Linked DNA regions of Gossypium hirsutum: region 1 is linked to region 2. A link is a contact called in public Hi-C data. All regions are on one chromosome and are shown on one strand. Each heading gives the region's core, a stretch centred on a gene start, on an enhancer-like site or on the middle of the called end of the contact. The rest is flanking DNA. Distances are from core to core; before and after follow the strand shown.

What was found. Hi-C and Micro-C count contacts between places; a contact is called where the count stands out from the background.
Region 1: a Hi-C map of hypocotyl shows a contact between it and region 2, with 2.6 times the contacts expected there. The contact joins the promoter of LOC107920080 here to the promoter of LOC107918537 in region 2. A contact is called at or near these places in 8 of 34 Hi-C or Micro-C datasets (anther, callus, hypocotyl and 2 more).

What each region holds. Positions count from the first base shown.
Region 1 is chrD13:36,846,330-36,851,740 of Gossypium_hirsutum_v2.1, forward strand. It overlaps LOC107920080 (5'-3' exoribonuclease 4), which reads right to left and starts at 2,394. Exons shown (of 23, transcript XR_005923317.1): 1 at 1,937-2,394; 2 at 1,104-1,206; 3 at 939-1,015; 4 at 670-861; 5 at 396-515; 6 at 237-299; 7 at 4-150. It overlaps LOC121225436 (a long non-coding RNA gene), which reads right to left and starts at 4,621. Exons shown (of 3, transcript XR_005923318.1): 1 at 4,097-4,621; 2 at 3,833-4,011; 3 at 3,258-3,719. LOC107919303 (a long non-coding RNA gene) reads right to left here. Exons shown (of 2, transcript XR_005923319.1): 2 at 4,726-5,411.
Region 2 is chrD13:36,414,697-36,419,455 of Gossypium_hirsutum_v2.1, forward strand. It overlaps LOC107918537 (40S ribosomal protein S24-1), which reads left to right and starts at 3,503. Exons shown (of 5, transcript XM_016848116.2): 1 at 3,503-3,742; 2 at 4,031-4,072; 3 at 4,176-4,346. The coding sequence starts at 3,671. It also overlaps the pseudogene LOC107919184.

The sequences.
Region 1 (5,411 bases), core at 1,144-3,643, 430 kb after region 2:
AACCTGATATTTCTTCTTGTGAATTGGTGTATCATCCACAGCATTCAATTCTCCAGTTCCATTATCTGGCTTACCATCGCACTCAGCTGCCAGATGACCAACTCGACCACATAAAAAACATTTCTCTTGTTGTCCAGGAAGAGTGATCACCTGTACAGCCAAGGTAAATGAATTAACCAGCCATTACAATAAATGATCAGAAACCAAGAATGGCATTAAGCAAATGAGGCACTGACCTCTCTTAAAATTGAAAAGTGAACCTCATGGGTGGCTAAGGACAACATGATCAAATCAGCGTCCTGATTAAGACAAAACCAAATCCTAAATTAAAACTACAACCAAAATATTTAAGGAGGAACCATAAAGGTTGGGGTTAGTTTTGAAATGACTCTCACCAGGCCATACAAACAGTGCCGAGTGTTTGGATTGAAGCCAGGAAGGTTACGTTGTAACCGAATGTATGACATAATCTTGTGTTCTCCCTCACCGGGAACGTTTGAATCAGAAAGAATAACCTTCAAATAATCACCCAATGCAGCCCCATAAATAAATTTAGAGAGAAAAACTATCCTGAAAACCAAAGTATGTAGTAAAATACACAGAAAGGATCACTCCACTTTGCAAGGAATTATCCAATCTCTGAAGCTAGAAAGGGATTGTCCTTCACACCTTTGTAGTCTTCCAGCCAGGATTATGATTCAACCTGGATTGTATGTAATACTGAAGTGCTACAGACAAAACACCCATAAATGGAGTGCCAGGAGTAATAACATTTGAGTCACATGTTTCCGGTTTTCCAATGTGGGACAAAGCTTTCCCCTCAGCCTCGAACTCTTCCCTCAATCTCTCCTCTTCAGCTGCCTAAGACAACATAAACAACCAAAAGATAAATCAACTGAATTGGATAATCTGGATCAGTTAATAATGCACACACTTACAGCCTCAGCAGCATCTTTTGCAGCTCTAAAGCGTCGAGTACGTTGTTGATTCATTTTAGCTCTAGGTGCAACACCATCTACAATATTTTTTTAAATACAAATGAAAGAATTAAAGAAAAAACCTAGAAATAAAAGAAAATTGACTAAGCATGTAATAAATCCTACCAATTGCCATATATAGAAGCTTTCTAGGACGAACCAATGAATATAGATGGTCAATATAGTCAAAGATTGATTTGAATACATCATCATAAGTGGCAGGTGCAGGCTGCACACAATAATAAACCGTCATTGGTGAACAATATCAAGTAAAAATCAAGGCCAAACCAAAAATGGAAAGAAATAGATCAAAAGAAATATTTCGATGCACCAATTATCAAGATTGTGCAAATAAATGGAAGCAATGTAGCCATAGTGCCATACATAACATGTATATCACATTCAAGAAATATGTGTTTTGAGGCTCGATGACCTACTAAGAAAGGAAAGCAAGCAAACTATGACTTATTGACACACAAAAGAGAACAAAAAATAATTCAAGGTCAAAGACCGTTGATAGAGTGCTTGACTCTTGGTTTAAGTGACCAAAGATCAATACCTAAGAGCCTGAAGCAACAGGAAAAGAAACATATTCAAGATAAACTGCTTTCACAAATGACTACCAAAAACATACTAACAGCAATAAGCAATCTACCACTTCATTAGCTGCAAAATTGCTTTCAAGAACAATGAATTTCGGTACACTGTGTAAGATGACCATGCTAAAAACCCTATTCTATACAAAACCTAATCCTAGAATCACAATTCACTTCAGAAAACAACATACTTTTACCTAATTACGTTTACTGAACGGCAACATACCTAAAGCTGTAGCTCGAAATTTTCATTCTTTTACTTAGAAAATCTCATAATTATTTCACCGACAAGCAGCAATCTCAGAAATTCAACTAAAAAATCCGATGAAAAATAAAGTCTAAAGGTATTTTTTACAAATTTACCTTGCCGTCTGGGTGAAAACAAGGGTGAATAATCCCATTCATATCAAGATAAAGATTATCGAATTCGAGGCCGTTAGGGTTAGCCTTAGAGACGTCAACTGGTATTTGATTTCCATTACCGTCTTCTCTCGGTTCTTCCTCGATCACGTCGACGATCGACTGCGGGTACCGATCTGCTAACCACCGGTAAAACGCCGGAACTCCCATCGCGGTGCGGTAAAGATCGTGGTTATCCTGTCAACCCCGGCTCGGATGGGTTGGTAATGAAGAATTTAATTAAGAGAGAAAGAAGGGTTTTGTCTGGGAGTGAAAAAAGTATAAAGTTTTAGATCTGTGGTAGAGACGGTGAAATCGCACGGTACGACGACCTTCTTTTTAGGTGTGAAAGAAAAATGACTACAGTGACCTTTGAGGTTGCAATTGGGCAACTATTTCGGTTCATCCCCTTTTCAAAAATAGATTCACCGAACCATGAGCTGCAACCTATTTAACAGAACTTTTAGAAATTATTTTACGTCTATTACATTATTCTTTCATATTTTTCAAATTATTTAATTTTTAAAAATTTAACTTCAAGAGGAAATAAGGGATGCTTAAACTTCTTTTTTCCTAGCCTAACATATAAAGTTTATCTAAATAAGGGATATTTTCCCCACCTCCACTTCAGACATAAGCTAGGGCCACTTCTTCATTGCTTTTAAAAAGTACTGTAGAAAAATATTTTTGAGAGGTGCTTTTGAAAATTTTGAGTGTTTGGCATTACTGTCAAAAAGTACTTTTGAAGAATAAAATATCCATTTTAGACATTATATTATAAAGTAACAAATATGTATTTAAATAATATTCAAATTAGTTAATATTATGATATTTTAGTAAAAATATCAAAAAAAATTATTATAACTTATTATTAATATTTTAATATATAATATTAATTTTAAATATTTCTAAGTAATTAAAATTATTTATTTATTAAATTTAATTAGAATATATAAACTATATTTAAATATTTAAATATAATAATTAAATATTTGTAATTAGATATTGACACAATTGTATTATTATAAAAAATATTTTTTATTTTTAATTAATGCTTTTAACACATTTGTATTATTTTATTTTAAAATGTATTTGAATATATAACTCATATTATATATAAACATAACATAGAAAACATAAACCTAACAAATTAAAATATTACATATATTTGGATTGAAGTTTTAAAAAGGGATAATATTTATATATCAAATATAAATACTAAAAATTTTACAATAGCATTTACAATTTAAAGTGAATTCATTAAACTAGAAGCTATAGCATCTCTTGTTAATTCCATTTCAAAACCACTAAAATTGTTTGATTCAGTGTCATCATCACTATCATCGTTGTCGTCGTCGTCATCATCACTTTCTCGACCATGCGCATTTTCTGAATCAATATTATTCTCATATGCCAAGTTAATATGTTCATATTCTATAAAATCTGCATCATTTCGACCGACATATTTTCGGATAAAATTGTGTATCGTCATTGTAGCAACAATGATCATCGTTTGCTTTTCAAAACTATAACTTGGCATATCCCTTAAAATGGCCCTTTTTTTTCAAAACACCAAAAGTTCGTTCAATCACACTACGTAATGATGAATGTGAATGATTGAATACCTCTTCTTTACCAGATATCGGTCTACCTCTACGGAAGTCAGGTAAATGATATCGCTGACCTCTATATGGTCCAAGATAACCTTTCATTTGAGGATATCCAGAATCAACAAGATAATATTTTCCTGCAAGTCATAATATAACAAACAATTAATTCAAGATTTTTTTAATAAAAATTATCAATTAAAGAACTTATACTTTATTATTTAAAAAATCACATATAAATAAAATATCTAACCATTTGGAGGGTGCGGAAATTTGTATTTTGGATCTCAAATTGCATCAAGAAATATTCTACTGTCATGTGCCGATCCTTCCCATCCAGCCATGACAAATGTGAAACACATATTAAAATCACATACTGCCATAACATTTTGAGCCGGCAATGTGAGTACCATCAATTGCACCTATGCAATCCTGAACAAATAATCATATTAATCTCGTGCATATTTTTAGTCGACCAAATATATTAAAATATAATAATATAAAATTAAATTTTAACCTTAAAATGCGGCATATATCTAGAATCATTACGTATTTCTTCGGGTATTGAGCTAAAAAAAAGGATCTTCGGGTGCAATTAGATCAGTGGCCATCCTTGAAACTTTCTCAATCACAACTACAAAGTGTCGACTTACTGTGGATCCAGACCTTTGAAATCTTTCTCGACATTGAGAAACTTTTGCACCGGTGCCCAAGATGTATAAAAAAATTTCCAACATTTCAGTAGAAGATATGTTTCTTGAAGTTTGCAAGTTGTATCTTGTCTCCAAAACTCTCAGCAAACTTATGAATACCATTTTAGACATCCCAAAATTAATCATACAGCGTGATTCGTAACCGTCAAGGATCTCTCGGATCCATGTCTCACCTGACTGTTTTGAATCCATGCATGGTTGCCTCAATATATACTTCTCGTAATATAATTGAACGGAAGAAGATGCAACAACAAATAATCGGTTAAAACATTCCGTGCGTTGTAAAATCTCTTTCTTTTCCCTTTCATCGTCACTTTCATCGTCGCTATAATCCTTAACTATACACATCACCTGTGAATAAATTTTATATCCAAAATTACATATAAACAACTATTGATAAAACTAATTTAGTAAAAAATAAGTAGAATATAAATTCAATATCTAAAGACCAAACATAAATAACTTTTAATAAAACTAGAGTCCACATAAATAAGTAGAACATAAATTCAATATCCAAAAACCAAACATAAATAACTATAGATAAAACTAGTTTAGCATTGTTGTTTAGTCACATAATAGATATCTTTGAACCCTAAAAGATCATAAAATTTTCAACTATCCTCCATTTTCGTCTTAAGCCACAAAGCTCTAATCTTTGGATTAATTGATAAAAACATAATTCGCTTGTCCTTATTGAGCAGTAATTTAAGTGCGAAAAAGTATAGCAGACTAGCTTCTGGAACCTTTTCCGACATGCTGTCAAGCATTTTGACTGCTTGTGGAATACCATATGGATCCATAACAGGAGTCAAACTAGATGTGGCTTGACTCATATTGTCAGCTGCACTGCATAATTTTTCTATTTGACTAGACAATCTTGCAGCCCCTCCAATTTGCTTTGAGGATTTCTTTCTTCCAATTTGCTTTGAGGATTTCTCAGGGTTTTTTCTTTTTTACCGTTTCCATCAATTTGAACATCATTTGAGATGTGAACATCATTTAAAATGTGAACATCATTTCTCATATTTTCTTCTTCACTCTCTTCAGGTATTTCATTGTTAACATCCTGAAAAAAATCACTACGGAGTGTACCAGAAGAAGGTGCCCATGCTTTATCAC
Region 2 (4,759 bases), core at 2,253-4,752:
CATGTACATAGGGATATGTTAAGCATGTTTGCGAATGAATTTCAATGGAAGTGTGTGATGATTTTGATCTTCCTTGCTAGGTTTGTAAACTGTGATGATTTTGATCTTCCTTGCTAGGTTTGTAAACTTAGACATGTTTGATTTTGTATTAAATTGAATTAGGTGATGTTTAAGGTTGGAAATTTGTACATTTGAATGGATTATTGGCTTAAATGGATGATAGATACCATATGGATGTTGTCTTAGGTGATAGGAATTAAAATGCTTAAGATTCAAGGTGTCAAATTTCACGTCGCAACATCGGGTTCATGATGTCACGACGAACCCTACTCAGTAAGTGACATTGAGACGTGGTACATTCGTGGTTGCAACAAGCTCTAGTTAGCGAGTGACATTGCGACATGACATCCATAAAGTCGCGACGAGCACTCAATAGTTTAGAACTTTACGTTTTGATCCTTAAACAATCTTGGATTACTTAGGGAGTTTTCATAAGCTTGAAAAAGTATATAAATCATATTTTAATTGTATTATGAGCTCAATAACTTGAGTAAAAAAAATGTTTAATTGATATGAAAATATTGTAGGTGCTCTGGCAACAAATGTGACATGCTGCTACCTTGATCAACGATCGGGTGAGGTAAAGGGTGAATAATTGATCATCTCTGATCTCTCTATCTCTTTCTGAAAAGCTATGCAAAATTAGATATTGTTATTTCATGTCAAAGAAAATATACACTGTTTTTCCTTTTTAACATCTTTGGAGAATGAATTATCTTTTACATCATGAAACAGATTGTTCTGAGTTTGATGAAGTTGATCCAGCTGGAAGATATGGCAGAGTAGAACTCCTCCTTTCTTTTATTTATTTATTAGTTTGATTCTTTGATCTTACTTTTTTTGTTCTTTTTTGTTTCAGTAGAATGAAATCCTTGGAAAAGGAGCTTCAAAGATAGTGTATGAATGAGAATCATGATAACTCCAATCTAATACTTTTTTTGCTCATTTATTTTTAATACCCAGATTTTTTTCTTCTTGTTTTAATGTGTGGTTGGTTCGATGAATATGAGGGGATTGAAGTTGCTTGCAATTAAGTAAAACTCCATGATATTTTACAAACCCCTGAAGATTTCGAAAGATTTTACTGTGAAAGTCATCTTCTTAAGACATTGAAACACAACATTTTGAGGCTTCATACTTCCTTGGTAGAAAATCGAATGCTTTCTATAAGGTTAAAGATCCAGAAGTCTGACAATTTGGGGAGGAATGTTTGGCAACTATGTCTTTGAGGTTGTTTGCAAGAGAGTTGTTGAATGATTCTTTTCTCCAGATTGATGATTTAAGATCACTGGAGTATAGGAGAGAACTTGATGAATTGGGGCCTCTCATTCGACAACCATATCCGGAACTTCATTTCAGTAGTACTTCTTATCATAACAGTTATGAGACCCTGAATGAATGGGGGTATCATCTTGCTGAAACCGAGCTTTTCAAGCATCAGGAGGATGAACATGCTGTGGATCTTGACATAAGCATTAAGGGGAAGACGAGATATGATGGTGGTATCTGTTTGAGACTCTGGATCGCTGATAAAGATGGTTAGGAACTTCCTCAACATTTTTTTTTCAATGTGGAAACCCGAATCTGACTAGTATTTGCTCTTTCTGTCAACTTGCAGGTCGTATTCAAAATACATAGTTCCCATTCGACATTGAAATTGATACCGCATGGAGTGTTGCTACCGCAATGGTTGCTAAATTGGATATCATTGATCAAGATGTGACTAAAATAGTGGATATGATCGATGGGGAATTACCTGCTTAGTACTGGATTGGAGGACAGGGCAAGGAGTCAAGGAAACACCCCGGTTTGTGAACTTCTGTCACGATTGTGCTACCAACCGTACATCTACAAGTTCCCTCTTCGATTTCTTAACGCAAAATGCAGGCATCAAAGGTTTGCAACTTCTTCAGTGTTGTAGAAACGAATGTGCTTCAATGTATGGCCGATTCGAAGAGATTAATTTTCTGGTTTAGGAATTTGAGAATTATATGACTGATGGAGCACCAAATGAATCAACCAAATCGGTGCATCACCATGAGATAAGGGACAAGTAGGGGAGCTGCAAGCATAGTCCAATTTGCGCACGATAGAGCCATTTGGACGAAGAGTACGAAAAATCAGATAAGCCGTTCTCAGTAATGCAAGAAGTTCAATCTTGTGTTTGACAGGTTCTCAGTCTTCTCTGCTGTTCATTCATAATATCGTGATTCTTGGACAGTTTTGGTACAAACTCCAACACTACCTGGTATCAACAAATAGGATTCATATCATATTCTTCAAGCATTTCGACTCCGGTTTCCATGACTGTAAGAATAGAAGCTACTCCGATCCGGATACTCAAAACTCTGTCAATGAATAACACCCCTCCCAGAGTCCCAGTTGATGCTGTTGGTATATATAAAATGTGCAAGAGTGTTTGAACAATGAAAATCCACCCTTTTTGATAAAACAGTATATGTTTCACCTTTTCCCTCTCCTAATCCTATTTTGGAGCAAATCATTCAATCTCTAACAAACAGATGACAACATACAACCAGTTGATAATCGATCTGTAAAGGAAGATCCTAAGCATTATTTTATGTTGGAAAATCAAACAATGAAAACCCATTTTGCACCATAAATCTTTCTTTCCTTTTCTCCAAATGATTCGTGTATGTACTCTATATGGAAATATTTAAAAAAAATTTCCCTAACTTTTTCGTGTATTTGAAAGATTCCTTCATGCATATTTACCAAAAAAAAAAATTAAGAGTTTGGATAACATTACCCTTTTTAATTGTAAATCTCTACTAAAAAATCATTAAAAAAATGAAATACCGAAGAAAATACTTTTACACAAATTTAAGACTCGGTGATCGGTAAGAGCGAGACCAGTTCAGTTAGGTTGGGTTGTTTGAACTTTTTTGATTTGATTTAGTTTTCGGTTTTTTATATTTATTTTTTATTTTTAGATTTATTTTAACAAAATAAGCTCTAGTCGTAAATATTTCTAAAAACATAAATTTTCATGCAAGTAAAAAAAGTTATTAACTTCTATAAAATATTTTTTTGAAATAATTTTCGGATTAATTTTTAATTTCTCTATTTTTCATCCTTAACTCTACTGATTGGTGTATGCATCATGATAAGTTCTAATTCTAAATTTACCTTAAAAAGATTATATACTGTCACAATTTCAGAACGGATCAATTCAAAATTAATCGATAGTTGAAGATTGATTTTCCATCCGTAATTATAATTCATTGAACGTATTATTCCAAAGAAGAAAAAGTTTAAACACCACCATAATTATTAATTACAAAACAAAATCTTGATTATCCAATTTTGATGAAATTTCAATACCCGAATTCTGGCATAGCCCAACAAAACTAGAAAGTTGGGTCAGGCCTAAAACAATCAAATTCTAAAATTGTTAGCCCAATCCAAGTGTCATTACTCATAGAAAGTTCGCTTAGCCCCAAAAAGAAGCAAAACCCTAATTATCAGTGGTATAAATTCTCGCCATTTCCGTTGTCTTGCTTGAGTTGCTGCTGTCGTCTTTTGAAAGCCTTCAGAGCATTTACCATTGACCTGTGCCGGAAAGGAAATAAGAAGATTTTGCTTGACCATGGCTGACAAGGCAGTGACTATTAGGACCAGGAAGTTCATGACCAACAGGCTTCTTTCCAGGAAGCAATTTGTGAGTGCCCTTTTCTTTTCTCTCGTTAGCCAAGTTTAGTTCAATGTTCAATGTTCAATGTTCAATTTATAGATCTGATTAAATAAGGGACTTACAGGATATAGTTGCTAAATTTGCGATTTTATTGCATTGCTGATAAGATGCTTAATTTAGAACATTGTTTGAATTTTTATTTGAATACAATACACCTCTTTGCTTAAAAAATGCGATTATAGTAAAATATGTTCTTTGCTTAAAAATATTTGTTTGAGTTTATTGTTAACATGACTTTTCCCCCCCTTTTTTTAGATCATTGACGTTCTACATCCTGGAAGACCCAATGTTTCCAAGGTAAATCTTTAATGTTTTTCAATAATATCAGAATCTTATCTTAACTGGTCGTGTACCATGGATTGTATTAACTGCTTTTTGACTGTTGATTTATTGTCTTTAGGCGGAGTTGAAGGAAAAGCTCTCTAGAATGTATGAGGTGAAGGACCCCAATTCAATCTTTGTGTTCAAGTTTAGGACTCATTTTGGAGGTGGAAAATCTACTGGATTTGGTTTGATTTATGATTCTGTTGAGAACGCCAAGAAGTACGAGCCCAAGTACAGGCTGATCAGGGTAATTGTTGATGGCTCTATTCTATATTTTCTCTGGATTTGTTAGTTGTATGAGCTGCATTTGCTTTAACATGTTGAATTCTATTTCTCTTATGGACTTTATCTGCAGAATTCTCTTTTCACACTTTAAGCATTGCTCAATTCTATGTTATACTCCCTCTCTTTGTTTTTGTTGAAGTACTTGTATCTGACCCATGTTTGGACTTAGAAAAGATTAAAACATATTCGTACCTAACACTCTTAGCTAAGTCCAAGTAACATAGACTATAGTGCATGGAGTCAACCTAGCACTTAAAGTGTTGTATTTGGAACTAGAGTTTGGTGCTCTAATTTGTGCTTGAGGACTGCCTGCTAATGAAGAAAGCTTGAGCCAGTTTTCATTATTGACTCTGAAGGCCTTTTCCCAATTTCATA